3 separate regions of the Gossypium hirsutum genome follow, and regions 1 and 3 are each linked to region 2. The links are chromatin contacts, called in public Hi-C maps. All regions are on one chromosome and are shown on one strand. Each heading gives the region's core, a stretch centred on a gene start, on an enhancer-like site or on the middle of the called end of the contact. The rest is flanking DNA. Distances are from core to core; before and after follow the strand shown. Region 1 has its middle 8.2 kb from the start of LOC121228678. Region 2 overlaps LOC107908079. Region 3 has its middle 17 kb from the start of LOC121228038.

Region 1 (2,950 bases), core at 169-2,668, 120 kb after region 2:
TCAAAAACACATTAATTTGACTTGAAATAAAATGGAATAATTAGTTTTAAAGAGTTGGACACTATAAAGCGACATTTGTAAACCAAGAGGAAAAAAATGAAAACATGGGATAACATGCATGCATAAAATACAACAATTGATGAATGAAGATAATATAACCTTATTTAATCAATCAAACCAAACAATCGAATATAATTAATCTAACCAAAATGAAACCAATTTTCTAAGCATGTATGGAGAACAATTGAGATAACAATAAAACGAAAAAAAAGTATACAACCATGATATATAGCCTAATATAATACAATCGATACAAAATTTACAAAACAAAATGAAAATTAAAAAAAAACCAATATAGTATAAAGCATATTTAACATAATGATGAACTAATGAACACATAATATAATATATGAATTGATGAATTTAAAAAACTAGAGACATATATATAATCATTAAAATATGTATTATAGAATGAAGATTTTTAAATCAAATAATATACAAAGTGTTAAAAACATTTGTTAAAACACATACAATAAGGGAAAATTTAATAATATATAAAATATGAAAGGATAGCAAAAATACATAATAAAATATAATATTAGGAAATACACAAAATGGGTTTACAAAACGTATATATAAGAATACATTTAGAAGCAATGATTTGTAAAAATAGCTTGAAATTAATAATGCATATACGATTAAATTAATTTTATCGTGAACTATATATGTAATAGATTTTAAAAACATAATTATGTATACAAAGAAAAAAAAACTATATGTATAAAATAACATGGGTTTAATGATGTATATAAATCAAACATATGTACCAATATATATGTATATGTATAATAATAATTTAAATAATATATAAAACATGTATACAAAACATATTAAAATAACAAAAATATATGTTAAAATATACGAATAGATTCAAAAGCATGTATGAAATAACATAACATTAATAATATACATAGACCAAAATTAACTTTATTACGAATATTATATATAACAATGTGTAAAAAACATTTATAAAAAAAAATACAAAATGTGAAAATGATATGTCAAAAACAAATTTACAATAATAAAAAAAGGTACAATCACCAAGGTAATTCAAAATATACAAATAAGTAAACAAGAGTAAAAAATGACTGAAATAAATCTTTAAAAAAAATAAAAACTTAATTAAAGTCAAATTAAAACGAAAGGGATAATTTGCAAATAAAATAATCGAAAAGAGGACCAACGTGTAATGCGCTCCAATGTACAGGGATCCAAGCTGGAAATATTCCTAACCCCCAAAACGCAGCACACAAGCGCTGACTAAAATGAAATAGCGCACAGACTTTTGGGGAAAATTTTAAAAAAAGATAGGATGCCAATAGGAGTCAACTGAGATGCGGCGCAAAAGGGGGGGATTAACCGCACAAATTTCCCATTGGAAGAGCAGAGGCATGGATCCGGGTCTGGGAATGGGTCGACGCGCGGATCTCCCTGCCCTTAAACGGCACCGTTTTTCAAATCTGCTTTTAAAACCCTTCTCCCTTATTTTCTCCTTTTAACATAGCAGCCCTTTTAATTGAAATGAACGTTGAATTCTGCTAGGGTTTCATTTAGCAGCCGCCGAACCCACCATTCGATTTGATGGCCGATAGTGCACGAGCAGGACCCGATCTTGCCAAAGAAAGCCTCACCCACAGAGGTTCGGTAAGTGTACTCCTTTTTCTCTCCCTTTTTTTGAAAAAAAAAACCCTTAAAATCCTATACTATTCTGTCAAAAAACAAAGCGAAATCCGACAAAAAAGCAAAAGAAAACAACCCTAGCCCGAGTCACCATATTTCTGAGACATATGGGCTTTCATCGGTGTTGTTTCAAGCATTCTTTTCATTTTCCATGCTAAAAAATTACAAGCAAATCGAAAGAAAAGGGGGGAAAAAAAGAAATAGGATTTGAAATCACCTTTCGATAATTTTTTGATTTCTTTTTTTCTGCTATTTAATATGCGTATTTCAATATGCGTAAAAAAAATTTTCATCGGTGTTGTTTCAAGCATTCTTTTCATTTTCCATGCTAAAAAATTACAAGCAAATCGAAAGAAAAGGGGGAAAAAAAAAGAAATAGGATTTGAAATCACCTTTCGATAATTTTTTGATTTCTCTTTTTCTACTATTTAATATGCGTATTTCAATATGCGTAAAAAAAATACAATGAAGAAGTTCTTGGCTTTATAGCCGGAATCCGAAAGAATAAATAAAAAAATACAAATTTTCCTTCGTGTTTGTTGTCGTTCTCTTGTTTGTTTGCATGTATGGAGGTACGAGGCTAGCTGTGGTGGTACGTGGCACTCGGCGTGGGGCATACGGAGGTGTGCTGGAGGTCATACAGTGCTTGGAGGCTGAAGGCTATTGCGGCGCATCGAGGGGGACCCTAGGGTTTCTGTGAATGCCAAACTCTCGGGCCATTTGGGCCTACTCTGTTGTGTAATATTGGGCTAGGATTAATTTGGGCCCTTGTAATTATTTTGGGCCAATTAGGGCTGGTGTAATAAAGGGACTGGGACTATTAAAAAATTTGGTTTTATTATTATTTAGTTTATGTTTGTACATGCCCTGGGCAGATTTGGGCCTATACAATAATAATAATGAAAATAATATTTAATTAATTAATTTAATAATGGAATAGAAAAATAACAAAAAAGAAGGGACTAAATCAAACTTTTAAATAGAAATTTGGGCAAATTTGAAATAACAATGAAAGGGGAGGACTTATCTGAACACGTGAATAACATGGAGGGACTAATAGGGGAATTCTCCCTTCTCCTCCAAAACGACATCGTTCCCATAAGAACTAAAATGTGATCGAAATAAAGTATGGGGTAAAAATTAAAAAAAAAAGAACTTAATTGCAAAAACATTAAAAAGCGGAAGGGCTAAAGGTGCAATTAGTCCCAAC
Region 2 (2,950 bases), core at 201-2,700:
AGAAACTCAGAGAATATCTACTCTTTCTTTCCTAATGATGGGATATTAGAAAAGATATCTTGTGTATAATTTGGGACCATAACCCTAATATTTATAACTTTAGCATATTAGTTCTAATCAAATTCTAATTAGCCCATCATTAATTAGAATTTGATTAGAAGAGTATCTACACATATTTGACCCATACTTTCTTTATTTAATAATTAAAAGCCCAATAAAATTCTAACCAAATTAGATCACTTTTAATTTGGGCTAACCTATCATGATAGTAAATAATAACATGTAATTATCCTTATTATATATGTGATGTCCAAATTTTCCAACATATGATTCTTCTGTCAGAAGGGACAGTGCGAGTGATGGAGATATCAATCTACTAGCAGACGACGTGAAAGTTTCTATCGTCAATGGAATTCCAGCTATTAGTTTCTCAGATCGTGTTAAAGAAATTCTTTATAAAGAAATGGAACTAATAGTTATTATTAAATTGTTAGGGAGAAACGTTGTTTTAAATACTTTATATAATCGTGTTTCTAACTTGTGGAAACCTTGTTCTTCGTTTCATCTTATGGATATTGAAAATGGTTATTACCTGGTTCGTTTTTTGAAAAGGGCTGATTATGATCGTGTTTTATCACAAGGACCATGGATCATCTTTGGACAATACCTCACGGTTCAACCTTGGACCAAGGATTTCAACCCTATGCAACTGTATCCCAGTGTGGTTTTGGCTTGGATTTGGTTACTGGGTCTACCGAGGTTTTTGTATCATCGGCAAATTGTGGAGGCTATTGGGGGGCTTATTGGAAAAGTTGTCAAACTGGATTTCCACACAGATAATAGATCCAGAGGCCGGTTTGTTCGTCTTGCTATTTTTTTAAATCTCGACAAACCCTTGATTTCTCAGGTTTTGATCGATGGCATCGCTCAGAGGGTGGAATATGAGGCTCTCCCCACGGTTTGCTTTGGACGTGGAAAATATGGTCATGTCAAAGATTTTTCTCCTAAGGAGAATGCGAATCGAAATCCTATCAGCCAGTCAGAAGTAGTCAAAGATGTGTCGGTTAAGGCCGCTGGTGGAAATGCCGAAGAAGCTAGACCAGAATTTGGCCCGTGGATGCCGGTTGAGAGGAAATCGCAGCGAAATTTGAGGAATGGTCGGGGAAATGCTAGATCTAACAAAGGAGAGATTAAAGGGGAAAATCATCAGAAGGAACCGTTGGCGTCTAGGTTTTTAGCGTTAATAGGGGAAGATGAAAATAGCGATACTTATGATATGCCTGTTAGGAATCTTCTGTCGGTGGGAGATTATGATTTTAATGATGCTAGAAAGGGTAGTCTAAATGCCAGAATTGGGGTTAACTCTTTGGGGGATTTGGACTCTAGTGTTGGTCCAAGTAATATACCCACTAAGCCTTCCAAAGTAAAGGCCACAGATGGGCCAAAAGGGAACGATGCTTTGAAGAATGTCAGCCTGCGGTTAACTCCTGACCTAGCTCATAAATCCAGTTCAGATCCTGAGCTCTCCAAAGAAGCTGATGCGGTGGAAAACTGGGCTAAATTGGGACAACTTTCTGGTGGGCCCACGAAGGAACCAAATTCGCACATAATTTTGGGCCAAAATGCCTTGGACAAAAGGCCAATGCATGATAATAACTTTACTCAAATCTTGCGCAAGGAAATTAAAAATCTAGAATTTAATTCTAATTCTAATTCTAATTTTAATAATGCAGGTACAACGCACCATGCCAGTTCAATTATTGATATGGTCGTGGATGATGTTAAATGTGGGGATTGCTCAAATAAAGTTCAAGGGGTTTCAAATGGTGGAAATTTTGATAATATTGTAGCGCACTTCAACTGGCTTTCGAATGCTCTGAGGGCACCCCTGTTATTATTTCAGAGGATGTCTTGGAACCCGAGAAACATTCTGCAATAAATTTTAAAGACCCCTCCCATAAAAAAAGGAAAAGGTAGCTCGGATAAATCTACTTGTGGAAATTTTGGTGAAGGAGTACCCGTTTCTAGAGAGAAGTTTGGTGGTAAAGATTTAATTGGGGCAATGGTCAAAAAGCGTCCAATGCTTTGCGTGGTAGTGGGAGTCGGTTCAAAGCTTCAGGAAATTATAGAGTATCCTTGGTCGAATCTATGGAGGAAATGGCTAAATTTATATCTAGTCCTAACCTTTGTAAGGATCTTAATTCTAGATCGGAAGGGAGAGCCTTGGTTAAGGATGGGGACAATGCCTCCCGATAGTAATTCGTATGTTTTTCTAATTATTATTATTTTTTATATATGAATTTTACAATATTTTCTTGGAATTGTCAAAGTTGTGTTAGTGTTAAGTTTCCTCGTATTTTTTGAGAATATTATCAGGAACATAGTCCTGATATTATTAGTCTACTCGAGACAAGAGTTAGTGGGTCTAAAGTAGATCACAGTATTGCTAAATTGGGTTTCCCTAATTCACACCGTGTCAAAGCGATTGGTTTCTCGGGGGGTATTGGATTGGTTGGAAGAACTTTGTTTGCCTTGAGATAATTTTTAATCATCCTCAATTCATCATGGCTCGGGTTGGGACTACGTTTTCTTCAAATTCTATCTTTATTCGTTTGTATATGGGAGTCCGAATAAGCAGAAGTGCTCGGATTTATGGGATATATTGAAAAGCTCGATTCCCTTAGGGAACGTTCCATGGGTTGCTATTGGAGATTTCAACGTTATTCTTTTGCCATCTGAGAAATTAGGTGGTATGTCTACAGGTAGGCACTGCCCTCTCTTTGGTGATTTTGTGGATAAAGCTAAACTTCATGATTTAGGGTTCAGAGGTCCACCCTTTACTTGGCATAGGGGACTGCTTTTTGAAAGACTTGATATGGCTTTGGGAAATGAAGCTTGGGTTCAAGCTTTTCCCAATAGTTTGGTCACTCATCTCCCAAAAATTAAGTTC
Region 3 (2,797 bases), core at 253-2,752, 66 kb after region 2:
TTCAAAAGAAAATGTCGTGAGGGAAATTTTTTGAACTTTTAGCGAAACTCTTAATTTCTTTTCGATATAACTTTTAATATTCTTTATATATATATACATGAATATAATGATTTATTTATTGTTTTTAAGTATATAATGATTTTTTCACTATAATATCTTCTAAAGAACGCGATAGAAATAAATGAATAAATGAAAAACATAAGAAAAAAGGTATTAGATTGGGTTATGATAATTGGTGCTGTTTTCATTTAGATTCTTTTGGAAATATAAGTATTTTTCTATATGTATTTTAAAATTTGATTACTTTTTTTTAAAAAAAATATGTTGGGGATCGACCCAATTAAGCAACGAACAAGTAAAATTAGCGGAAGAAATTAATAAATTAAAGACACAAATTTAATTAATGTGGAAAATCTCTCCAAATAAGATAAAAAATCACAGGCAAATATAATTTTACTATAATAACAAAAGAACGAAAAGTACAAAAGATAGAGACAAAACTAAACCCTGAAAACAAAAAACCTTCAAAAAGTAAAAACAAAATTCCCCAAACTATATTATGAGTTCTAATATTTAATGGACGTGTTTTCTAAGATTATAAAGGAGTCTATTTATAAGCTAAATTCATAGGTCAAATAAATTATGCTAATAAATGCTAAATATATTATACTAATAAATACCAAATCTTTTAGAAAGAAAATATATATTTTGTTTAACTTGACTTGAAAGCAATCTCCTAGAATTTGGGTCACACAACTCTAACAATTGTATAACTATAATTTAAAAAATAATTTTAGAATTTTAGAAAATAAATTATGATTTTTTTTAAATTTTTTTAAAAGATTTTTTGATAATTTTAGAAACTTTTTTCTTTTTTTCTTTATTTATATTTAAAAAATCTAAAAGTACCAAACTAGTATCTTAGCAATTGTTCAAGGGTTGAATTGGATATTATCTCTTGAGAATGTGCGGCACCATCATTTTGTTAAGGAGTAAAATGTGTATTGAGACCGATTTGTAAAGGAGTATTTGAGGTGAATTAGATCAATATATCAAATGATTTGCTAGACAGGAAACAGATTAGAGGGCACCATAGTTTGTACTCGAGGACACTCTTTGATTCTTAAGTTAGTAAAGCTTAAAGAAAAGGGTAAAATGGTGCAAACTTTGGTTTGTGGGCATACCTAGTTAACGTTGCCATATTGGTTTATATATATATATATATATATATTTTGTGCTTGCTTGAGGTTGCCTGAGCTTATACTCGGATATAATTGTCACTCTTTATAAGTAGGTTTATCTTCATCGCATCTTCAAGGGCTTTAAGTCATGCTTCATTATGCTAAATGATTTGAGTTGGAAGATGCTTTTCTTGTTATTTCGTGAAGTAGTAAGAAGGGAGATGTGTATAAGCATTCTACGCTAGTGAGGATGAAGATCCCATGTGTGAGGCTCCTTGGCATGCTCCCATTATGTTCGGGGCTAACAATCTCTTGTGGGTTTTTATTATAAGTTGGCCTACTCCCTTTGTTGAGAATATTTGTGTTATTAGGAGTTGGGCCTGTGTTACTGATTTTGGGTCTAAGCCCATTTCTTCAGGTACCAACATTAGTTCCATCTGCTTGCTAGCCCGGAGGAGGTTTGAAAATGGCCTATGAAAGAAAAATAATTGTTGTTTTCGAAAGTAAATTTGAGAAGACAATGATGCTGATATAATGACCAAAATACTAGTTTTGGAGGGAACATGCAATGATGAAGAGTACAGTGGCTATTAATTTGCCATTATCTAGTGAGTTACAAGATTATAATGGTATCATATATTCACATCAAAATTGTGTGTGGTGTTTATTGAGGCTTTTTTGTTTCCCCTGGTACAAAATCGTCGTTTAAGAGAAAACTACTTTAAAGGTCACATCGTTGCAAAGTTTGGGGGGCTTTAATTGAGACATAAATGTGACTTTTGCTATAAACAAGTTGGTTTCATTCTTCATTTATGTTACTTCTTTTTCTTTCATTTTGCTTTCTTTCATTTTCATAAAATGGCAAGTGTGACAATGTAGGGAACCATCAAAGGGTTATCCCCATCCACTGCTGTTGATGCATTTCCCGTAGTGTGGATATGTTGTTGATTTGAGAGAACGTAAAGGATTTCAAAAAGATATGGCAATCGAATGTGCTTTTATTTGCATATCTTTAGGGGAGGTTTCTATATACCCTATTCATCCCTTTTTTGTGAGATTTTAAAACTCTATGGTTTGAACTCCAACTAGTTACTTCCAAGGGTTTGGCCATCCTTGTAAACTACTTTATCAAATGCCGCAACAAGAGGAAGTGGAACCAATCTATGAGGGTTGTTCCTCATTTATTTTCCTATAAGTTAGTCTAGTTGCTGGTATTGTTCAAAACCGGAAATAGCTGGTATGTTTGTAGGTTTGAAGGATGTTGATTGGATAGATAAATCGACTTTTTATTTATTTATTTATGAGGAAGTCGTTCCATGTAGAGAAGGGATTCAATGTCCAATCTTAAGAATCATAAATAAAATTATTAATTAGTTAGTTGTTGATATTAGTTTGCATTTAGAAAATTAGAATTTTGAGTTATGGAGTAATTTGTAAGAGAGGTAGAATTAGAGGGGTCAAAGTCTCATGAGTGTAGAAATAAGATAAGAAATTAGGAGAAACTTATTTTCTTATCATTATTTTATGAGACCATTTCATTTTCTCTCATTTTTTGGTAAGTCAAATTTTATTAATTTTTACATTTAAAAAAATAAGTTTACTTAAACTAATTTCAT

What was found. Hi-C and Micro-C count contacts between places; a contact is called where the count stands out from the background.
Region 1: a Hi-C map of leaf shows a contact between it and region 2, with 1.9 times the contacts expected there. The contact joins two enhancer-like sites. A contact is called at or near these places in 2 of 34 Hi-C or Micro-C datasets (both in leaf).
Region 3: a contact with region 2 is called in a Hi-C map of leaf, with 2.6 times the contacts expected there. The contact joins two enhancer-like sites. A contact is called at or near these places in 10 of 34 Hi-C or Micro-C datasets (anther, fibers, hypocotyl and 2 more).

Annotation. Positions count from the first base shown.
Region 1 is chrA04:9,139,434-9,142,383 of Gossypium_hirsutum_v2.1, reverse strand. No RefSeq gene overlaps it. Among protein-coding and RNA genes, the nearest start is that of LOC121228678, 8.2 kb to the left of the region's middle. Within about 2 kb of position 1,418, at least 9 of the 9 cell types and tissues checked have an H3K27ac peak or open chromatin away from gene starts, as enhancers often do. A contact at or near this core is called in leaf, where this site is marked.
Region 2 is chrA04:9,256,806-9,259,755 of Gossypium_hirsutum_v2.1, reverse strand. LOC107908079 reads left to right here. Exons shown (of 5, transcript XM_041111159.1): 3 at 343-1,577; 4 at 1,734-1,882; 5 at 2,639-2,950. Among protein-coding and RNA genes, the nearest start is that of LOC107908079, 13 kb to the left of the region's middle. Within about 2 kb of position 1,450, at least 9 of the 9 cell types and tissues checked have an H3K27ac peak or open chromatin away from gene starts, as enhancers often do. A contact at or near this core is called in leaf, where this site is marked.
Region 3 is chrA04:9,191,261-9,194,057 of Gossypium_hirsutum_v2.1, reverse strand. No RefSeq gene overlaps it. Among protein-coding and RNA genes, the nearest start is that of LOC121228038, 17 kb to the right of the region's middle. Within about 2 kb of position 1,502, at least 1 of the 9 cell types and tissues checked has an H3K27ac peak or open chromatin away from gene starts, as enhancers often do. A contact at or near this core is called in leaf, where this site is marked.